Linked DNA regions of Mus musculus: regions 2 and 3 are each linked to region 1. Evidence: chromatin contacts called from public HiChIP or PLAC-seq data. All regions are on one chromosome and are shown on one strand. The core of a region is the stretch at or near the end of the contact, and the rest is flanking DNA. Distances in the headings are between cores, read along the strand shown. Region 1 overlaps Gm34061 (a long non-coding RNA gene). Region 2 has its middle 73 kb from the start of Gm41230. Region 3 has its middle 22 kb from the start of Gm41230.

Region 1 (3,808 bases), core at 977-3,476:
TCACATCTATTCCACCAATCACCTCCAACTCTGGAACCTTCCACCACCACCTAATTTTGGAAAGTAGCACTGGCAAAGGGGGAAGAGGAGAACAATAGCCCATGGACAGACTACTAACTCTATCATTTATTTATTTATTTATTTATTTATTTATTTATTTATTTATTTTAAGAATTTAGAAAACAGAATGGTTCAAAGGAAATCTTGATCACCCTTAACTACAGAGACAGCCACTGCCAATATTTTTTGAGTGTATCTTGCTATCCCATAATCCTTATCCTTTGCCTATTCTTTCTTCATTCATAATGTGATATCAGAGAGGCCATGTCAGTCCTTCCTGTAATGTAAAGACATGTAAAGACATGTTGTTTGTGACTGTGGGGTGGGAAGACTTTAATATGGAGCAGAGAACTTTCTCTGAGGAATCCGATAAATCTCAACGTTAAACACAGTTCTGGAACTTTTCTGAGGACTTAATTTTCTTCTGCGGAGAGAGGGGAAAAAAAAAATCTGTGTTTAAAACATCTCTTGCCCTGAAAGATCGTTAGAAAGTTTTGAGAATAAGGAAGTCAATAGGCTTTGTCTGAAATAAAAGCTAGTGTTCTGAAAAAATAGAAACGTATTTTAAATTTTGTCTATAACCTTAATTGGAAAGGATCCCAAATTTACCATATTTAGAATGCTGAGGTAGTTTGGGATCTGAGACAAACAGTAAGATTAGTATATATACCAAAGGTATAAGGCTAACCAGACAATTGGCGTTAATATTAAGTAAATCAGAGATCAGAGCAGTAAATATTTGAGCAAACTTTGTGTCTCAGGAGTCGGGTGACTCACAACCTCCCACAAGTTCAGACAAAGTGGACTTTCAGGAGAATTCGCTGCTTTCCCAGTTACTCAGCAAGGCTTAGGGGAAGAGGTGAAAAGAGAGAAGAAAAGGTTTCCATTGGCTAACAATAGGTGGCGTTTCCAGGAATGGGGCTTAAGGATCAAAGAGAAAAGGAATTGATTAACTCATTTAGAGAAGGCAAGAAATTAGGAAGAAAGCAGAAAACACCTGGGCTCCCCTTGAAGACAGGGGCTTGCGCAATCTCTCCGAAACTTATCTGTCACTTACTCATCCACCAGCCAGAGAACTTCTAAATAAATATTCAAGGAGCAACTACTTGCTAGGCAACAGTTTGGAGATGAGAGGCAACCACAGCATGCCGGGTGATTCTGAAAGGATAGATTTACTTCATGAAAGAACCCTTAGCTCACTCTCCAAAACCAAAAGGGATTGGGCAAAACAGCTATTTGTCGCACCCATCTCTAAATGAACTGATTCTGAGTGATAAAATTCATTTTGCACTCTGCAGTTTGGCAGAAGTCACCAAACATGGAACCTTGCCCATCACCAATGTTCAAAACATCTGACAACTCCGAGGGCCTGGCTATTACCTATGCATATTTTTGTGCGTATTCACTTGTCCACAGGACTGCATAGATCATCACAGCACAAGGGTGCATAGATGCACGTGTGCACACGTGCGCGCTAATACACACACACACACACACACACACTCATACACTCACACATTCGCACGTGCACGCTCACTCCCACAGACAGGTACATGTCTGGGGGTGGCATTAGGCACTGGGAAATGTGGATACACACAAATTATCTTTGGAAATTAATATGGGATTTAAATCATACCTACGGGTCAATATTCAACAGTTGCAACAAGTATTTGACCCGTTGTCCATGATAAAATAACATCAAGATACTAATATATTCTCCTTTAGGGATTATATTTTCGTTCTATTTCTATCCAATGGCTGATTTCCGTTTATATCTATGAAATGAGGAAATGTTCTGGTGTTTGAAATGTGAACACAATGTTGCCATGATTCTAAAAAAAAACCAAAAAAACAAACAAACAAAAACAACAACAACAACAACAAAACTCAAGCAATTCAAAATTGTTTCCTGGTAAAACTGCAAGCACCTCCCCTTTCTGGTGTCTTTGAGTCTCTGATTTCAGATGCATTAGTCATGTTCCTTGAGGCTGAACCTCATTTTATTAATTTCTGAAGTTTTCTCCTCATATAAAGGTAGCTGGAGTTCTGCAAGAGCATTAGAACAAGATCAGCCTGTTCTCAACGTGACAAATTATACGGTTTCTATGTGAACACTGCCGTTCTTCATTCAGAGTCAGAAAGCATGGGAGCTGAGATGAGTCATAGTTTCCCGACACTGGAAGAACTTGTTTGCTTCTCCCGCCTCTGAAATGCCATCAGAGAAGAACTCGATTCTTCCCAAGGACCAGCGAATTCTACAAGATCACATTCTAGATAAAGGAGTTTGAAACGAAGAACACACCACCACCACCTCGGTGTAAATTTAACACCACCACCACATCCCTTGCACGCAGAGGCAAGGCTGAGAAAGCGGTTTGGTTAACCCCCAAGCTGCCTTTAGACAAACCAGTATTGAAGCTTTCTTAGATGTTCAGACAACAAGGTGTTTTAGTGATGCTGTTGTCAGTGAGGAATAGCAAACTCTTTAGAGGCGAATATCAAACCATGGAGATTGATCAATGACCGTGCTGGTGCTCACCACAACCTGCGAGGCAGAGATCTTTGTCCACCTGACTGAAGCTTTGACATTTTCTTTAGTGGTCTCATTTCTCAATGACACAATGTACTCCTCTGTTTTACACAACTGTCAGAACAACAGTCCACCTATTCATATCAGCAACACGAAAACAAAAACAATGTGTACAGAAGGTAGGAAGAAAACAAAACAAAGACTTATAAAAGAAGTCGGCATCCATTCAGCAGCTGCCTTTGTCTTCTCCCCAGCCTGCCTGAAAATGTCATACTTCGGCCTGGAGACTTTCAACGAGAACCAATCTGAGGAAAACTTGGATGAAGAAAGTATGATTTTAACGCTGGTCCCATTTAAGGAGGAGGAGGAGTCAATCACAGACTACCCTATGCAATCAAATGTTTCTTCTTCAACCTCAGACCACACACCACCAGCCCGTTCGTTCTCTGGTGAGGCATGCGGGAATCAAACATCCAACCAGATCCATACCAAGCACCTGTCCTCCGCCCAGCCTGCCTCCTATTAGGGACGTGTCCCGGAACACTCTTCGGGAGTGGTGTCGGTATCATAACTTGAGCATGGATGGCAAGAAAGTTGAGGTCTATTTGAGACTTCAGAGACACTCATATTCTAAACAAGAATGTTATATTCCCAATACATCTCGTGAGGCCAGAATGAAGCAGAGTCCCAAGAAATCCAAGATTGTCACCAGAGGAATCGGGTCTCCAAGCAGGTGCCAAAGGAAGAAGCAGGAGAATGGTATCCTGGGAATTCTAACTTCACCTAAGGAGTCCACATTTGCAGCCTGGGCAAGGATTGCCATGAGAGCAGCTCAGTCAATGTCTAAGAATCGATGTCCTCTTCCGTCTAACGTGGAGGCCTTTCTGCCACAAGCCACTGGATTCAGATGGTGTGTAGTCCATGGCAGGCAGCTCCCTGCACGTAAGAAAGGCTGGGTTCGCCTGCAATTTCTTGCTGGACAGACCTGGGTTCCAGACACTCCCCAAAGGATGAATTTTCTCCTCCTGTTACCGGCCTGTATTATCCCAGAACCAGGAGTGGAAGATAATTTTCTATGTCCTGAATGTGTTCAGAGCAACAAGAAGATCCTAAGAAACTTTAAAATTAGAAGCCATGCAAAAAAAAAAAAATGCCCTACCCCCAAATATGCTGCCTTAGACAAGATTTTACTCTGATCTAAAGGGAATGGAAGAATAG
Region 2 (3,808 bases), core at 593-3,092, 180 kb after region 1:
AGGAGTCTATGTGGACAGAAGGGGTGGCCACTTGAAGAGAGGACACCTTACAACCCAGGAAAGAGGCCTCAACGAAAGCAACCCTCTGGCATTTCTGTGTTGGCCTTCCTGCCACATGAACTGCAAATTAAATGAAATGACTAAAATACGATTTTTTTCCTTTTTCCAGAGTTGTCATATTTTTAAAACAATTGTTTAAACAAGCAGAAACAGTCAGCAAAGCCTCTTAGATATTCAGCTTCAGTCTTCATTAAGATAAATTCAGATTAAAAACAATCATTACCAACAAAAGACTCACTATATAGACAGCCTTGGGTCCTATTCTAGAAATGATAAGTTCTTTGTGATAAGAGCTTATGAAAAACCATACAGTTTCCAAATACACTCTCTGGACCACATTGACCGCTGGAGTCAGAACCTCAGATGGGCCTGACATCCATCCCTCAGGTTGTTTTTACAGGAGTCACTCAAGGAGTAGGTAGAACAAAGTTGCTGTCTGTATGAAGTGAAGAAATAAGATACCAAGCAGGGGGCGGGAGAGATGGCTCAGTGGTTAAGAGTACTGACTGCTCTTCCAGAGGTCCTGAGTTCAATTCCCAGCATTCAGAGGTCCTGAGTTCAATTCCCAGGAACCACATGGTGACTCACAACCATCTGTTATGGGATCTGATGCCCTCCAAGACAGCTACAGTGTATTCATAGAAAAAAAAAAGTAAATCTTGAGAGAGAGAAAGAGCAAAGAGACTTCCCAGCTCAAGAAGAAGCCTGAAACTGCTACTTCAAGTAGTACATGAACTGCACATAATTCCATGGTCTCCAAACAGGATAAGCACAGGCAGCGAGAGGCCAGCCCTTCATCCTGGGAATGGTGACCTCAGAGGCTGAAATTTCAGGTAACATGTTCCGACTGATCACGTTCCTCAAACTCTCCCACCACTTTCAGATGTCACAATTCTTGGTTCGAGTTGCATCTGAGGACACCACATCAAGGCAGGTCACTGCTGGTAACATCAAACAAACTTAATTTTTTTTTTGGATCTCAACCCTAAACCACTTCCTGGACTCCAAATAAGGAGGCAGAGTCATCTTCTCTCAGCCTCTGTTAAAGTAAGGCTCAGAATTTCACTTTCCTTGACCACTGCCACCATATCAATGAACACCGGGGAAACAGTCTTGCCCACAAACCAAGCCTGAACTAGAGAGTCAGTTCCTGATTAAATAAATGTCACATATTGACAATATAGTGAAGTACCAACATATACCACTGTCGGTAAAGAACTGGAAAAATGAATAAATCAACAAATTAACCAAGTGGCCTAGACATTTTCAGAAGACACAATTCTATCCTAAGCTCCTAGCCAGTCATGTTAGTCACCCCTTTTTCAGATTCTATGTTCAAAACACTTCAATAGAAACACTTCATTGTTGTAGGGTTGTTTTCTTTTCTCTATACAACCCCTCCCACAAAGTTTTTTATTCAAAACTCCAAATCTTATCATGGAAAAGCCACTAAGAAAAATTACCCAGGCATGTTCTGAGAAACTGTGAGTCGTCCGGGGGTTGGCAACGTACATGTGCCTAATGTGGAAACCTGAAATAAAGAAATTAGTTTGGTATTTTAAGGAATTCTGGGTTCATTTGAACAAATAGATACAAACGATGAGATCAAGGTCAGACCCCCAAACAAACAAGAGGCTTAAAGCCACACAGGAGAAGAAAGGTTGAGAGAGTGGTGACTCACTCCCTTTGTGGTTTTGTTTTAAAAGCTCTTTGTTCAAAGCCAGGGCTGGCCCTTTTTCACGGCACAGGTTTCATCTGTTTCTGTGCTCTGTGGTTAAGTGGGGAGCACGTGAATGTGGACTGTCTTGTGGCTCCGGGGCTGGGTGGAGTAGCTGTGACTCTCAGTGTGGTGCAGCCAGTGACAGAGCCTAGGCCTTACCTGATCCTGACACGGAGCAGAGCTGATCTCCTGCCTCCCATCCTGTGTGTCCCCTGAATTCCACTGGTAGCCTGTACCTGCATCTGCCTCTGTCTCCTCCTTCCCCTATCTAGATCTGATTTTTTTTATTGCCTTTATATATTTATCTTTATTCACTTTTTTATTAGATATTTTCTTTATTTGCATTTCAAATGTTATTCCCTTTCCTGGTTTCCTCTCTGAAAACCTTCTCCCCCAATCCCCTCCCTGCTTCCTCTACTCCCCAACCCATCCACTCCCACTTCTTGGTCCTGACATTCCCGAACACTGGGGCATAGAGCCTTCACAGGATCAAGGGCCTCTCCTCCCATTGATGACTGACTAGGCCATCCTCTGCTACATATAAGGCAGGAGTCATGGGTCCCTGCATGTGTAGTCTTTGGTTGGTGGTTTAGTCCCAGGGAGCTCTGGGGTTACTGGTTAGTTCATATTGTTGTTCTTCCTATGGGTTGCAAATTCCTTCAACTCCTTGGGTTCTTTCTCTAGCTCCTTCATTGGGAACCCTGTCCTCAGTCAATTTTTGTTTTGTGTTTGTGGTGCTAGATATGGAACCCAAGGCTCCCATGTAACCAGCAAGTGCTCAGCCATTAGAGCCACTTCTCCAGCTGTTTTGACTAGTGGCTAGATGAAGCTTTAGATCCACCAAACCAACTAATTTGAGGCCAGCCTGATCTACAGAATGAGTTCCAGGATAGCCAGGGCTACCCAGAGAAACACTGTCTAGGAAAATATACAGATAACTTAGCCTACCTGCTCCTCTGTTAGCTGTTTGTTTCCCTCCCTTACTCTCTACTGTACACACAATGGAAGGTAATATCCATAACGGAGATTAGTGGGTCCTGCTCCTTCTTTATGCCTCAACCTTGGTACAAGTAGGAACCAGTACATGAAAGACTCAAGTAGATGTGGAGAAAGAGGAACACTCCTCCACTGCTGGTGAGATTGTAAGCTTGTACAACCACTCTGGAAGTCAGTCTGGAGGTTCTTCAGAAAATTGGACATAGCACTACCAGAAGATCCAGCAATACCCAGAAGAAGTTCCAGTGGTGATAAGGACACATGCTCCACTATGTTCATAGCAGCCTTATTTATAATATAATAGCCAGAAGCTGGAAGGAACCCAGATGCCCCTCAACAGAAGAATGGATACAGAAAATGTGGTACATTTACACAATGGAGCTATTGTGTAAATAGCTATTTAAAACAATGGATTTATGGAATTCTTGGACAAATGGATGTATCTGGAGGATATCATCCTTAGTGAGGCAACCCAATCACAAAAGAACTCACATGATATGTACTCACTGATAAGTGGATATTAGCCCAGAAACATAGAACATCCAAGATACAATTTGCAAAACACAAGAAAATCAAGAAGAGGGAAGACCAATGGGTGGATACTTCGTTCCGCCTTAGAATAGGGAACAAAATACCCATGAAAGGAGTTACAGAGACAAAGTTTGGAGCTAAGAAGAAAGGATGGACTATCCAGAGACTACCCCACCCAGGGATCCATCCCATAATCAGCCACCAAACCCAGCCACTATTGTATATGCCAGAAGGATTTTGCTGAAGGATTTTGCTGAAAGATTTTGCTATAACCCTGTTATAGCTGTCTCGTATGAGGCTATGCCAGTGCCTGGCAAATACAGAAGTGGATGTTCACAGTCATCTATAAGACGGAACACAGGGCCCTCAATGGAGAAGCTAGAGAAAGCACCCAAAGAGCTGAAGGGGTCTGCAGCCCTATAGGTGGAACAACAATATGAACTAACCAGTACCCCCAGAGCTCGTACCTCTAGCTGCATATGTAGTAGAAGATGGCCTAGT
Region 3 (3,808 bases), core at 555-3,054, 130 kb after region 1:
CTTACAGGCCAGTGCTTTTAACCCTGATTCATGTGAGATTAAGGCAGATGCAGATCACAATGCAGTCAGTGCCTTGTTTTAAAATAAAAGTTGCAGCTCCCACTTAGGGCAGAGCAATGGGAACTGTCTGAGGGATGTACCTGCTTTGATCTCTGCCCTTTGCAGCCCAAAGCAATTTGTGTGCTTGTTTTAAAGACCTGAATAGAAATCAGCCATTAGCACTCCCATCTATAAAACAATCAATTCTGGAATACAGAGAAAAGGAAATCTCTCTGGCTGCTGAAATTAATTCTTTTTTTTTTTTTTTTTTTTTTTTTTTTTGCAGCTCCTCAGGATTTAACATTTGCTCCACTAATTTCTCCAAGTCCCTGTTGCTGGGCTGGGCTGTTTGGTTGTTAATGTAGCCTTCCATTGTCAAGGCTTTAACCTTTCATCTCCGGTACCTCGAGTGGCTTGAAGAACCCACCTCTTGCTTTTCCCATGTCCAAAAATTGATCTTCAATCAGATTTTCTTTCAGATGGCCTGAGCATTTTACCTGTGACAAACTCAGAATCGGGAGGCCTTGCTCTCCTTTTTTCAGAAATTGTATATTAATTGTACGAAATAGTGAACTTCATTATGGCATCTTCATACATGTGTTTAACCTATTTTGATGATACTTCCGTTCCGATTACCCACTCTTTCTCCACTCCTACTCCCAGTGCGTCCCTTCCTCTTCCCAAATAAAAGCCTTAAAGAGCTGCTTGAAACTTTTAGAAGTGTTGATTGGTGAATATTACACACACACACACACACACACACACACACACACACACACACACACACACTTTTTCTAAACTAGTCCGTTTTTTCTCCCTCCCTTCCTTTCTTTTCTCCTTCTTTCTCTTTTGTCTTCATTCTGTCCTCTCTCTCTCTCTCTCTCTCTCTCTCTCTCTCTCTCTCTCTCTCTCTCTCTCTCTCTCTTCTCTCTTCCCTCCCCTCTCCCTCTCTCTTCCATTCTCGCCCTTCCTCATTTCCTTCTTTTGCGCCTGTTAGACTGTTACAGGGAAATGGCCATTGGATTTGGACTGTGTGTCTTACAGACATAGGAAGAGGGTGGGTCTTTTGGGTTTCCTGCTTCTTCCTTTGTATTGGATTTATGCTTTTCCCCAAATTTCATAGTTGACATCAACTTTTGGAAGCATGACATGCATGATACTTTCTCAAGGTTATTCACAGTTCTGAATCACCAAGCTAATCTTTGCCACAAGTTGCGGTGCAAATTTTAGACATGAATTTATTTCCCTCCATGGCCAACAGCTTAACCAGAAGGCTTGTCTATCCTCACAGACTTAAAAAAAAAAAAAAAAAAAAAAAAAAAAAAAAAAAAAAACCTCCCAGAGTACCAAGCCTGAGCCCAATTGAAATTCCTTTGTAGGATGCATTCCTCAGTGATGCAATAATCCCACCCTCTTTCCAATGATATAGAAGTCACAGAGGCTCTTTCCCATTCTATCATATCTCTCCTTTAAAAAAATAAAATTCTTCTCTCAGAATTTGCAGCACATTTACTCTAACACAGCATCCTCGGGTATTTCTTTGGAGTTTTTAATTATAACAATCTTTTTATAAAGGGATTTTTGAGGTAGAGCCTGGCACATTCCATTCATGCGCTGCAGTGATTAATTCTTATTGCTGTTCGGTCACTTGTTACTTTATTTTTAGGGGTAAATTTATAGCGAGTCCTGGATCACATGTACGGTGGTATTTGAAGCAGCTGCAGCTGCTTACATAGCAGAAGTTCCGGGCTACATTCCTGTTGTGAATCACAGATTTGTGAGGTTGGTACCATGAGTAGCAAGAAAAAAAGAATTAATCTTGTGGTAGCATACTCACATGTACATACATACACAAATTCCCAAAGGATTTGCAGCATGCAGTGAAGAGCATCCTGTATCTTCTCAGGAACCTGCCCTGTTCAAGGAAGGCTTTTGCATCTGGTCACATAGATTTGTGAATGAAAGCTCTTTAATTTTCTTCCTATATATATATATATATATATATATATATATATGTACATCTGAATGTTACATACACATGAATGGACATGTATAAGTATATTTGCCATATAGGTGACCTTATCGATTTAAAATTCTACGGCACAGTATATTCTACCATATTCTCTCATTGAAGTGCCGTTGGGTAACTGGTGTTGAAGACAACCCAGCAAGGTCGCACCTCACAGCAGCTGATAAGAGAGAGTCGATGGAAGCCTTGGGTCTTTACAAAGACCTGATTTCATCTGTGAGCACTCAACTGTGTGCACTCAACTCATACGAACCACACAAGAAAGAGTGATCATCCTAAAGAATTAAGCAGGAATTCAGACCCTAGAGTTAGATTGTTAGGCTTCAGTATTGTTCTGTATCCTAAAAAGGTTGAACAAGTGGCTTTGTGTCCCTATGCCTCAATTTTCTCTTCTGGCTATTTTACTAAACTGCTATGTGGATAATATGAGATAGTGCACATTAAAAAAAAAAATCTCAGGACAGTCTGAGGCTCTTGATAAGCTATTAGTACATCCAGGCTATTTTTGCTCTTCTGAAAACAGAGGAGAAGAACTGCACTTAGGTAGTACTAAGGCTGGCTTGAGCAGAGAGGTCCGCCATCATTGGAACAGGTGCACTATGGAAATAAACATGTGTCCGTACAAGCAGTAGCTAGCAGAACACTTAAAATTCCTCCGTGATGGTATGGTCCTCTTGAACAAGGATGGGCTCCATCTCAAGAAGTAAATGCCAATTTTCTCAAATGGGGGCTGGCTAAAATAGAGAAGATTATACTCTCTTGTAGCATTCTGAGGACTGAACCAAGTATCTCATATTCAGACATTAGGTAGGGCTAGGCCTGTTGCCTGCAAACAAAAGATTATATGGCTCCAAGTTAAAAAAAAAATCTCAGTCTACTAAAAAGAATGCTTACAAGGTTATCTTAATAAATGCAGTATCGATCAACTGTTTTATAATGGTCAGGGGATCTGGGAAATCTATTGGTTTGTTCAGGTAATTTTCTAATACATTAATCAATGAAATAATTACATATTAATTAATATTCATGGAAACAGTGAGGACCTGGTGATTTCCATCAGGAGAGGCTTGGGGGGGGATGATTTTTGAACCTTCTTTATGAGGATTAGTCCAGTAGAGATGAAGACAGGGAGAGCTTTTAGAAATATAACCGGCATAAGATGAAAACGCACGTCATTAGTTCATCAGAAGGAATTGTGAGTCGGGCGGGAGATTGGGGTAGGAGGAAGTCGTGGGGGAAGACCCTGCTCTTACTGCAATTTCACTTTTCTAATTCTCAGGATTCCGTCAAGTCTGGCCCTCTCTAGCTCAAGCAGAAAAGGCTTTGGGGGTGAGGGGGTAATTTGCCCAAGGCAGTAGTTCTCAGGGAGGGAAGTTCTATCGCACAGAGACCAGGCAAGGCTGAACACTGCTTGGCCCTCCGAGGTGAGACTGTGCCCCAAGAGGGTCTCAGCTTGTGGCAAGTGGCAAATGAGGAGAAATGAGAAGAAAGCTATGCTGCTCTGTGGGACTTTTCTAGCAATCAGACAGGGAAAGTTGTAAGAAATCACTACATGGCTTTATTCGAGTCGGCAGCAAGACAAGCCTTTGTCAGCAGTACTCTCAGTGAGGGGACCGTCCCACCCTCTCCATTCATGGCTTTTGATGTGAAGTTGGATAAAAGATTCCATCAAAATTCCTGTACTTTAGGCTTCTAAATTATTTGTCTCGCTATAAGACGCTAGACGAGAAGGCTAATGAG

What was found. HiChIP or PLAC-seq counts read pairs in DNA pulled down with a chosen protein or histone mark.
Region 2: a CTCF HiChIP or PLAC-seq map of the NIH/3T3 cell line shows a contact between it and region 1, with 9 read pairs. The contact joins two enhancer-like sites. A contact is called at or near these places in 1 of 15 datasets of contacts at CTCF or cohesin (the NIH/3T3 cell line), 3 of 115 datasets of contacts at active chromatin or transcription factors (embryonic fibroblasts, embryonic stem cells and pancreatic cancer cells) and 1 of 9 other capture datasets (embryonic stem cells).
Region 3: an H3K27ac HiChIP or PLAC-seq map of embryonic fibroblasts shows a contact between it and region 1, with 3 times the contacts expected there. The contact joins two enhancer-like sites. A contact is called at or near these places in 1 of 15 datasets of contacts at CTCF or cohesin (the NIH/3T3 cell line), 2 of 484 Hi-C or Micro-C datasets (muscle stem cells and uterus), 2 of 115 datasets of contacts at active chromatin or transcription factors (embryonic fibroblasts and embryonic stem cells) and 1 of 9 other capture datasets (embryonic stem cells).

What each region holds. Positions count from the first base shown.
Region 1 is chr14:99,629,714-99,633,521 of GRCm38.p6, reverse strand. All of the region lies in intron 1 of Gm34061 (a long non-coding RNA gene), which reads right to left. It also overlaps the pseudogene Gm9298. Among named protein-coding and RNA genes, the nearest start is that of Gm33880, 3.7 kb to the left of the region's middle. Within about 2 kb of position 2,226, at least 65 of the 459 cell types and tissues checked have an H3K27ac peak or open chromatin away from gene starts, as enhancers often do. A contact at or near this core is called in the NIH/3T3 cell line, embryonic fibroblasts and pancreatic cancer cells, where this site is marked.
Region 2 is chr14:99,447,300-99,451,107 of GRCm38.p6, reverse strand. No RefSeq gene overlaps it. Among named protein-coding and RNA genes, the nearest start is that of Gm41230, 73 kb to the left of the region's middle. Within about 2 kb of position 1,842, at least 63 of the 459 cell types and tissues checked have an H3K27ac peak or open chromatin away from gene starts, as enhancers often do. A contact at or near this core is called in the NIH/3T3 cell line and pancreatic cancer cells, where this site is marked.
Region 3 is chr14:99,497,672-99,501,479 of GRCm38.p6, reverse strand. No RefSeq gene overlaps it. Among named protein-coding and RNA genes, the nearest start is that of Gm41230, 22 kb to the left of the region's middle. Within about 2 kb of position 1,804, at least 16 of the 459 cell types and tissues checked have an H3K27ac peak or open chromatin away from gene starts, as enhancers often do. A contact at or near this core is called in embryonic fibroblasts, where this site is marked.